2 separate regions of the Triticum aestivum genome follow, and region 1 is linked to region 2. The links are chromatin contacts, called in public Hi-C maps. All regions are on one chromosome and are shown on one strand. The core of a region is the stretch at or near the end of the contact, and the rest is flanking DNA. Distances in the headings are between cores, read along the strand shown. Region 1 holds the start of LOC123180562 (U1 small nuclear ribonucleoprotein A). Region 2 holds the start of LOC123180561 (leucine aminopeptidase 2, chloroplastic).

Region 1 (4,887 bases), core at 499-2,998, 210 kb before region 2:
TTTCTCGAGGTACGAAGGTGCCATCAGCTTTTGCTATAACATCTGACTTGGTCTTGGCATATTGAATTTTCTGAAATCAAATAGACAAGATTTTATGAGTGACAAAAATAGTACAGCTTCAGGAGTCAAAATGCAATACAAAGGAGCAGATGAAAGAACATATGTGCATGTGAATAATAGTTAGTTAAGCAATTTGAACAACTCAAGCGTAGTTTGGTATTGACTAGACATGCCCAGTAAGAGACCTAGTATATACAACTGTATCAAAATATAAGACGTTTTTTGACACTAAGCACAACAAGCTTGTATTTTGGTACGGAGTATCATCTAAGCACAAACAAGCTAGATATAGACCACCTAGGCAGTAATGTTGTTTAGAACAAACCTTGCTTCAATAGAAAGAATTGAATAAGCTTAAATGCTACTCCCTCCGTCTGGAAATACTTGTCATCAAAATGAATAAAAGGAGATGTATCTAGATGTATTTTAGTTTTAGATACATCATTTTTTGTCCATTTTGATGACAAGTATTTTCGGACGGAGGGAGTAGATTATATTAGAGAAACCATAATATTAGGACATAGTTGCAAGCAGTACAGATGCTCTTTTTTCTGTTGAGATGGTATTCATAAACCCAATACGCTTGGCTAACAACACTACAAACAACAGGATATAGTAACATATCTATCTAAAAAGAAAAAGGATATAGTAACAATCAGATCAGATCAATTTACGGGACAACCAAAGCTGTAACACCAATTCAGCTCTAAACTCACCATGGGTTTGTCATAGAAGGGAAAATCTTGCATCCTCTTCAAAGCCTCAGTTGCTGATGCAACATCTTCGAACACAACCCATGCCTGCCCTTTATGCTTCAAAGTCTTAAAAGCAAGCACCTCAATGATTTTCCCAAACTGGGAGAAAACGGCATTCAGGGACTTCTTAAGCGCTGTAAAGAATTGAGCAAATTATATTAGCTGGCTGCATCAGTTCCAAAAGGTAAAACTAAATAAGGCTTAACAGAAATCTGTAACGACTTCAAAATTTAGAGATGCAGTACAGGGTATGCAATTGATGTTTTTGTTCGGTAAACCAGAACGTAATCTTACTTTCATGACCCAGATTCAACTCTATTAGCTCGGTACATCAAACAAAGAGGACTATCCTCGGATTAAGCAGACCGCCAGATCTCTAACACGAGCACACGCTAAACCACTAATCCGCGAGATATCTGCGGCGCTACTCCACGAGACAACGACTACCCCCGCCAGTAACCAGCCGGGCATGACACACGGAATTTCATTAGCGGGCACCAACGTGTCTGACAAAACGGCCTATAGGTGTTTTAGGTCCTGGAGAAGCGCCGAGATTTCCACCGGGCCACCGCAGAGGAGCAACGGAGAACCAGAGGTAGCAAATACATTACACGGGAAAGAAGAAGTCAGCGAGAATCTCCCTAGGGTTTAGACAAGGGGGGCGCGGAGGAAGGCGAGAGGGCTCAAGCAGGGGAGCGATACCTTCGAGTTTGATCTTCTCGTTGAGGTTATTGATGTAGATGGTCACGTTCGGCTGGACGCCGTTCGCCTCCCCGCCGCCGCCGGCCCCCGCCTCGCCGCTCATATCCTCGTCGCGCAGCCGCCGCTCGAGAGCCTTCTTCTCTTTCTAGCCTCCGGACCCCTCCGTGTCCTCTCTCGCTCTCTTTTTTTTTCCTGAGGGACGCCTTCTCTTCTATTTTCTCGGGTTGGGCCTTCATGTCTTAATATCGCTTCAAAAGATGCTTGCCGTCTGGGCTCGTTGGTTCGGCAAACATCAGATCTGGGGGCGCGACTTCTTTTTTAGGTTATTCTTTTTTAGGTTAGAGACTTTACTAGTTACTAGTAGTATAAAAGAGTCCGTGAGTTGCAATGGAAGAAAAAAAACACCCATTTTATCCTAACAAATTAAATTGACATTGCAATAATTTATATACTAGAAAAGGTGTAATCAAAAGAATAATTTATAAGGTAGGACATGAAATACATTTTTTGAGTCCGCTGTGTGTGCCCTAACTTGTGAGTTTGAATTCAACTCTTTCATATTGGGTGGAACTTCTTTTGTTGAGCTAAGTATAAATCTTACGCTCTACATTAAATTTTTCAACATTTTTCATGCACCCTAGCCATTTCTTTTCCATCCTTCTCTTTTTCTTCTTCTTCTTTCTAATTTCTACTAGGAAAAGTGCCCGTGCGTTGCAACGGGAGAATACAGTAATGTGTAGCGCAACGCTACGGAGAAAATGCTAGAGTCCAAGTAAAATGTATAATTATGTTCCATTTTCACTTGGTCACGTAATATCAAAAGAAAAGCCGTCCGCTTAGGAAAAAAAATCAGAAGTGCATGCTTTTGTGGGTATGCTTGAACAAAATATCACATTTGATTACACTAATAGAATATCTCAAGTCAATTCAAAGATGTAGTAAAAAGTATCATATTGAAACACGAAGTTTCTGAACCGACTTGCATACATACTACTGAACATTGAACAATAGTTGAACCTAAAGTTGCTGGGCAGCAATTTGTGGCTCCAATTTAACCATCCGAGCTACTATATGAGAGATCATGAGTTTGTCTAATAGAAAATATTTTCTGACGTAACATTATTCCCTGATTGCTTTGGTTGTTGGAGGTTGCCTCTACCATCAACGAATCCAAAGAGACGCGAGGCTGGATTTTTTGGCAACACAATTGGTCAAGCAACTGGGATGTAGGCGTGTAGCACCATCTCCGGTTTACAATTTCGCAAACGATAAAGATAAACTGAAAGGCAAGACTCTATCCGCGGCTTTGATGTTGGACACAAAGTTTGATGGTGCTGACTTAACATAAGTTGTCATGTTGAAGGCCTATGCTGTTGGTACAAGTTTCAAAGGTAACAAAAACATAACTACAGACCTTGATTTGTTCTATACAAAACCGCTTTGTTCGTTGTCTCATTGCTTTCAAATACTGAGCCTTTCATATGTCCTTTGCAGTCCATGCGTTGCAACAGAAGAAAAGAAAATAATATGCTTCACTGCAAAGCAAAACACCAATTATCATTAATCAAGTTGGTAGGTACAGAATAAATTTGATGATGACCAAAATTATGATTCGATTAACTACAAAATTCTTTGGGGCGCTAGTTTGAAATATGGGACATGAATCCTAGTCAGCTAACCGAGTGAAACAACTTTATCTTTAGACAACCGTACCGATAATAAAAATATCACACAATGCTTATTTTAAGCTACCATCAGACATTAAAAATGTGGTATACTTCGTCTGGATGTAGATCAACTAAAGACTCTATTGCCATGCGTGCCACGCTAGCTACGTAACAACACGTCGACTGGCTAGAAGAATCCAGCGCGCCTCGCTGGCGCTCCTCCGTTTTCTCTACCACGAGGCTCCGCTCAGTTATCCGCATCCCCCGACTTGGGATGCGACGCCGCTGCCGTCTACGCCCACCGCCGCCGGGATCCTGCCCCATCCCATCCCCACCCCCACAATGCTCCGCCACCTGCCGGGACCCCCCTTGGCTGGTGGCGACGGCGGTTGCGGGGCCTGTGGCGGAAGGAGGCGGTCTGGTGGTGCTGCTTGCCTGCTTGTTTGCCGGTGACTCAAGGATTCTGGGGCGGCTTGGATCGTGGCCCATCATGGCTGCATGAATTTTTTTTCTGTATCTTAAGATTGGCTCCCACCGCCGGTGAGCTACCTCCTCCCTCACCCCCTTCTACCACCGGTGTACTACCTCTCCTCACCCTCTCTCTTACCTCTCGAACAGGAAGCAGCAGCTCCACCGCACAACAATGGCGCTGCGGGTGTCGCTCTCGAGTGCCAGTTCACGGTCCCCGCGCCCATCTACCTGTGCAGCGCGGCCGCTAACATGGGCAGCTCGATGAGGAACGCCGGCGGCGCCCGCATGCCCTCGTGGATGGCCAGGCTCAGCCGGCCGCGGCGGTGCCCGAAGAGCGTCACCGCCGGTTCGTGGTCCGCGAGAAGGGCCCTGCTGCTGCTGTGCTGCCCGAGCAGCACGCCCATCTTGAGCGCCACGACGGCTCGTCCCATTCCTGGGCTCGGGCGGCGCGGACGCCCGCCACGACGCATCACCCCTTCCTTGGCTCTTGCGGCGTGGACGTCGGCGGCAAGCGGCGACGCGTGCCCGACGGTGGAGAACGCAAATGGATAAGCGGCGGTCGTTCCTGGTGGTGAATCAGTTTAATTAAATATCACGGGGTAGATTTCTAACTAATGGAGGTTTTTTTTGCAAAAACGAAGCGTTTCCTCATGTTAAAATAGGACTGCGGGTTGATTTCTTAGAAATAGAGGGACTTTTATGCAAAATTGCTAGCAACGACGGACGACCAGAAACCCAATTTTCTTTATTATTACTAGCAAAAGAGCTCGTGCGTTGCAACGGGAGAGAAAACATAACACACGTTCTTAACTCAACAACCATCACTCAAGAGCACAATAGGTCCATCTCCTTTATTTTTGCGAGGCATCATATTTGCGTTGCCGCTTATCCTCCTTTCCACTCTCGCCGGCGATGGCCTCGGTGTTCACACAAAACAACAAAAAAACGTGTATTGAATATGGTTAATCCTAAGGCGTCTCTCTCTCCCTCTCTCTCTCTCGCTCGCTTTCTCTCACTCTCGCGATGAGAAATCTGTTGTTTTCACCTGCGACATTTTTCAGAGGTATGCATGTGTAGTTATCGATGTTTTCTTTTCCATATATGGTTATAGTGGGGTGTTTATTTGCAATCGGGATCGCCGCCGGTATGAAAAAAAAGAATCTTACGCTATAAATTATAAGTTTGCTTCCATAACAATATTTTAAAAATATTTAACAGGTAAAATTAACATC
Region 2 (4,938 bases), core at 1,203-3,702:
TGGCAGTCGCACTTGAGGATTCGAGGAGTCTGGAGCGTGCTGAGCAAGATCATGCATACACATGGCATCCAAGACATGCACAAATGTGCGAGCGGTCATGATGCAGGGTGGAGCATGGTTGCAGTCGGAGATGTTCGGCTGGGTCAGACTTGTCGGTTTGATGGATCGACGCAAGTTGGTTGGTACAGAAGACGGTGGTGGGATCGACGATAACGACATAGGAGCGTGATGCTGATGGTGACCGACTTCTGGGCATGGAAACATGTGGCGCAGGCTCCGAGGGCTTGTGTGGCTTCGACAAGACTATGGCGCGGGGTTGATTCAAGGTGGTGTACACACGGAGCTTGAAGTCGACGGGGCGCAAGGGTGGATTGATTATCTACCATGGAGTCATGTTGAAGGTGGAACTAAGGTCTGACAGAAGACTTCACTCGGTGCTGATTGAGGGGCTACGACGTAAGTGCACAGAGAGTCGAAGCCTATTCAGCGGTGGGGAAAAAGCGAGTGACACATAGTTCGGACTGGAGCCCAGTGGTCTGAAGGAAGCGTGAAACTCGTCATCGGTCGGTGATGATCGATGGTACTTTGCAGTGGGGTTGAGTGGTGTGGTTCGCAACCCTTGAGACTCGACCGGGACAGCAGAGGCTCGACGCGATAACAGCAGTGAAGCGTGCGGTATGCACGGGACATGGAGACAGGCCAAGGCTCTGGTGGTCATACATGTGGTGAGACAACTGCGAATTTGACTCGGGATGACTACAAGCAATGGTAAAATTCCTTCAAGTTTCAGACAGGCGGTCAAGAAAGGAGCGGTGATGTTGAGTTCAGGTAACTCTTATGTGTGACACCCAATATGTGAGTTGTTCACTTTCACGCAGGTCAGTGATCGATGTGTGATGGCGTTGACGGATACTCTGAAAGTTGGGAGCACAAACTAGAGTAACAAGGAACTTAATTTTGCTCAAGTGTTGACTGTGGTCAAGAAAAGAAGGGACTGCAAGTTGCAGGTGGAGTCATATGGAGTCTTTGGAGTAGCAGCGGTACTCATGGGATAAATTCAAGTCCAATGTACGTGGAAGTTTGACGCATTGATGAATTCAAGGTGGTGGAGAATATTCGCCAAGGTGGAGTTTGTTGGAGTTGTGTCGAATATAGTGTACGAGGTAGGTTACAGTTGGACTCCGAGTAGTATTGGTGTTTAGATAGGATATGGAGTCGTGTCCTAGTAGGATATTTGTATTCTAAGCCTCTCATAAATAGTGGGGGTAGACACACGATATAACCTATGACAACATAACAGCACAGGAACGCAGGGGAAACCGACGGCATGTGCCGGCGTCCAGAGCGACTGGGTGCAGTATTGTAGCGGTATCATGGGGAGGAGTGCCCATAATCAGGCCCCGGGGATATAGCCATATCGATGAACCTCGTTAACAAATCTCGGTGTCGTGCCTCGTGTGATTGCTTGGTCCTTGGACGATTGAGGGTATGCCTTGGACTTATTCTAGACGTCTGATTGCACCGACCCCAGGGCAGCACCGAGCCTACGACAGCTTCAACGCAGCACTGATCGCATTCAGCAAAGCTTCATTGTATTTTTTTCAAAAAAAAAGAGAGCAAAGCTTCATTGTAGCTCGCATGGTAGCACCGACGGCGTCCGGCCAAGCTCCATTGCAGCCCTGCGGAGTTCAAACGCAGCACCGACGACTCCGGCAAAGCTCCATTGCAACTCCGGCGAGCTCCAACGCAGCACCGACGTCTTCGGCGAAGTCCATTGCAGCCCCGTCGGAGCTCCAATGCAACACCAACCGCTCTGGCGAATCTCCGTTGCAACCCCGTCCGAGCTCCAATGCAGCACCAACTGCTCCGGCGAAGCTCGTTGTAACACCGGCGTCGAGACGAAGCATGGGATGCAGCAGTGACGTCATCGCCGAAATCTCGTCGCCGCCTTATGTCAGCCGACTGCAGCACCGCACCTTCCCCGCGTTGCTCTGTAGCAAGCGTCGCCGGCGAGCGCGCCCGGCGTCTCTATTGAAGCACTGGTGAGCACGCAGCTCGCCCCTCGCCTACAGTAACGACGACTGCAGCGGCGAGGTGGGTTGGAGAACCACCGGCTCTTGCAACACCGGCAGGACCAGCGTCGCCGCCCACACCATGAGCAGCAGCTCCCGCCGGCCAGGGGTGGTGGGGCATGGATGAGGCCATGAGGGGAGCCTTTGGGAAAGAGAAGAGAGGAAAACTGCAGAGGGAAGAGGAAAGAGGACAGTAGGTGGATCCAGAGGGAGGCGATGACTGGGTCCAGAGAAGAGGATAAGGACTGTGGGGTGGGCGGTGGGTAGGTCCCCCACGAGACGCGTGTCAATCGCTCGAGACGGCTTATGAAAACGCTAAATCAATCGGGCAATGTAAAGAGTTTTCCCAATTTTATACAAATTTCCTGCAATGCAATCATCGGCGTTGAAAGGACAACTCCGGTGAGCCTCGGGCGTCTCGTCTCCCGAAGACTAATCCGGCACGGCTGACGCATGCAACGGCACGTCCCAGTCGGACGGCGGCGAACGCAACCGCGGCCGACGCATCATACATTTTTTTGTTGTGAACGACGCATCATACATATAAGTCGCCTCCGCTTCACCCTATGGCGTCCGCCGCCCCCGCCCGTCGTCGTCGTTCGGCACCGTCAGCCAGGTGCTCAGGCAGCGCGCTCTAATGGCGCACACCGCAGCCGCGCTAGGCCTCACTAAGCCCAACGTCGTCGAGCCGCTCCAGGTATGCTTGCGAGCTCCTTGCGCAGCGCTCTGAACTGAAATTACTTGACGAACTAGGCAAGCATGATGCCAGCCTCTCTTCGTGTAGGTCTCTTTCGCCGCCATAGGCATCGAACCATCCGATTGGGAGGGAGATGTGCTCGCCGTCGCGGTCACGGAGAAGGACCTGTGCAGAAGCCCATGCTCCAGCTTCGAGAACGCCGTCCTGAAGCGGCTGGACAGCCAGCTCGGCGGCCTACTGTCGGAGGCCTCGGCGGAGGAGGACTTCGCCGGGAAAGCCGGTCAGCTGGTGGTCCTCCGCCTCCAGGGGCAGGGCTTCAAGCGGCTGGGCCTGATCGGCCTTGGTCGGAGCGCCCCGTTCACCGCCGCGGCTTGCCGGGGCCTCGGTGAATCCTTCGCGTCGGTCGCCAAGTCCGCTCGAGCCGGCAGCGCAGCTCTTGCTCTCGCCTCCCCCGGCGGGATCCACGGGGAGTTCAAGCCTAATGCAGCCGCAGCAATCGCTTCCGGTACCGCAATCGATCTTTGTAGTACGTATTTGGTAGCATGGTCCTATGGCTGAATTTTGCACTACAATGACTTGATGCTGGATGGTCTCTGTCGATCCATTTCGACTGCAGGAACTGTGCTCGGATTGTACGAGGACAACCGATACAGATCTGAATCCAACAAGGTGCATCTCAAACATGTACATCTCATTGGATTTGGATATGGTCCGGAGGTGGACCGTAGACTTGAACTAGCCAATTATGTTTCCTCAGGGGTGATTTTTGGAAAAGATCTTGTGAACTCACCTGCCAATGTGCTTACCCCCGGTCAGTAGGTCATTTAATTTAGTCGGTCATTTACAAGCTTGTTCATATATACTACTCTAGTTGTTGTCGTAACAACATTGATTCTTTTTTTTAACCGAAACCGTAGATTAAAACAAAATACAAAAGGTTCAAGTATAATACAACAGTTTAATCCAGCTTGTCGACAAGTCTGAATATTTACTTTTAACTCTGTGCTTGATGAGTAGCAGATCTGTCTTGAGGAAATTCTTTTCCATGAGTTGGTTGAATGTGCCTGAGCTTGGAAAATCTTGTTGTTTCTCTGCATCCAAAATTTTCAGTTGTGCTTGCGGAGGAGGCGTCGAAGATTGCTTCGACGTACAGTGATGTATTCACTGCCACGATATTAGACGAGGAGAGATGCAGAGAGCTGAAGATGGGCTCCTACTTGGCTGTCGCGGCGGCTTCTGCAAACCCTCCTCGCTTTATCCACTTGTGCTATAAACCTCCTGGTGGAAATGTCAAGAGAAAGCTAGCTATTGTGGGGAAGGGTCTAACTTTTGACAGGTTTGTGCAAATATATTGTGAATTGTTACAGTGACGGATGATACTTGTTCGAAGGCTCATATGTCATCTTCAGTATGCTTTGTCACAAATGGTAGTTTATTTCGTGCAGAGCTTAGTACTAGCTCTTAGTTCTAACCCTTGAATTTACCCATTTGTTGCAGTGGTGGATACAACATTAAGATTGGAGCAGTTTGCAATATTGAACTGATGAAGTGGGACATGGGAGGCTCTGCAGCAGTACTTGGTGCAGCAAAAGCCCTGGGCGAAATCAAGCCTCCTGGAGTAGAGGTACTTACTATCTATGAGTAACCTTTATGCTAGTGTGTAGTATTTGCTAATGATTCCCCATTTCACAGGTCCATTTCATTGTTGCTGCCTGTGAAAACATGATTAGTGGGACAGGCATGAGGCCTGGCGACATTGTGACTGCTTCTAACGGCAAGACGATCGAGGCATGTTTCTTGTGATAGTATGATTGTGGCGTTTTGGTGATGTAGTCTAAGCAGGTGCTAGATGTTACTACGTTCGAATGGTCCAATTTGCGCTTATTTTGTAAATATCTTTTCAGGTAGATAACACTGATGCAGAGGGGAGGCTCACACTTGCTGATGCTTTGGTCTATGCTTGTAAACAAGGTGTTGACAAGGTATATAGTGGGTTGTTTCCTCTGATGAAATGTTCTGTTCGTCACAGAGCTGCTGTATTTGTATGGTTTGATGATTGCTGTGTAGAACTATTGCAAGAATCTCTACTTCATATTTCTGCTGTAGTTGCAATCCTGATAGTACTCGGGTTACTTGCTCTAGCATCATGGGATTTCTAATTTATTTGCT

Evidence for each region. Hi-C and Micro-C count contacts between places; a contact is called where the count stands out from the background.
Region 1: a contact with region 2 is called in a Hi-C map of leaf, with 9 times the contacts expected there. The contact joins the promoter of LOC123180562 here to the promoter of LOC123180561 in region 2. A contact is called at or near these places in 3 of 5 Hi-C or Micro-C datasets (all in leaf).

Annotation. Positions count from the first base shown.
Region 1 is chr1D:100,083,172-100,088,058 of IWGSC CS RefSeq v2.1, reverse strand. It overlaps LOC123180562 (U1 small nuclear ribonucleoprotein A), which reads right to left and starts at 1,748. Exons shown (of 5, transcript XM_044592629.1): 1 at 1,518-1,748; 2 at 777-949; 3 at 1-70. The coding sequence starts at 1,620.
Region 2 is chr1D:99,873,073-99,878,010 of IWGSC CS RefSeq v2.1, reverse strand. LOC123180561 (leucine aminopeptidase 2, chloroplastic) reads left to right here and starts at 2,452. Exons shown (of 10, transcript XM_044592627.1): 1 at 2,452-2,769; 2 at 2,857-3,295; 3 at 3,386-3,580; 4 at 3,880-4,105; 5 at 4,267-4,393; 6 at 4,462-4,557; 7 at 4,674-4,751. The coding sequence starts at 2,710.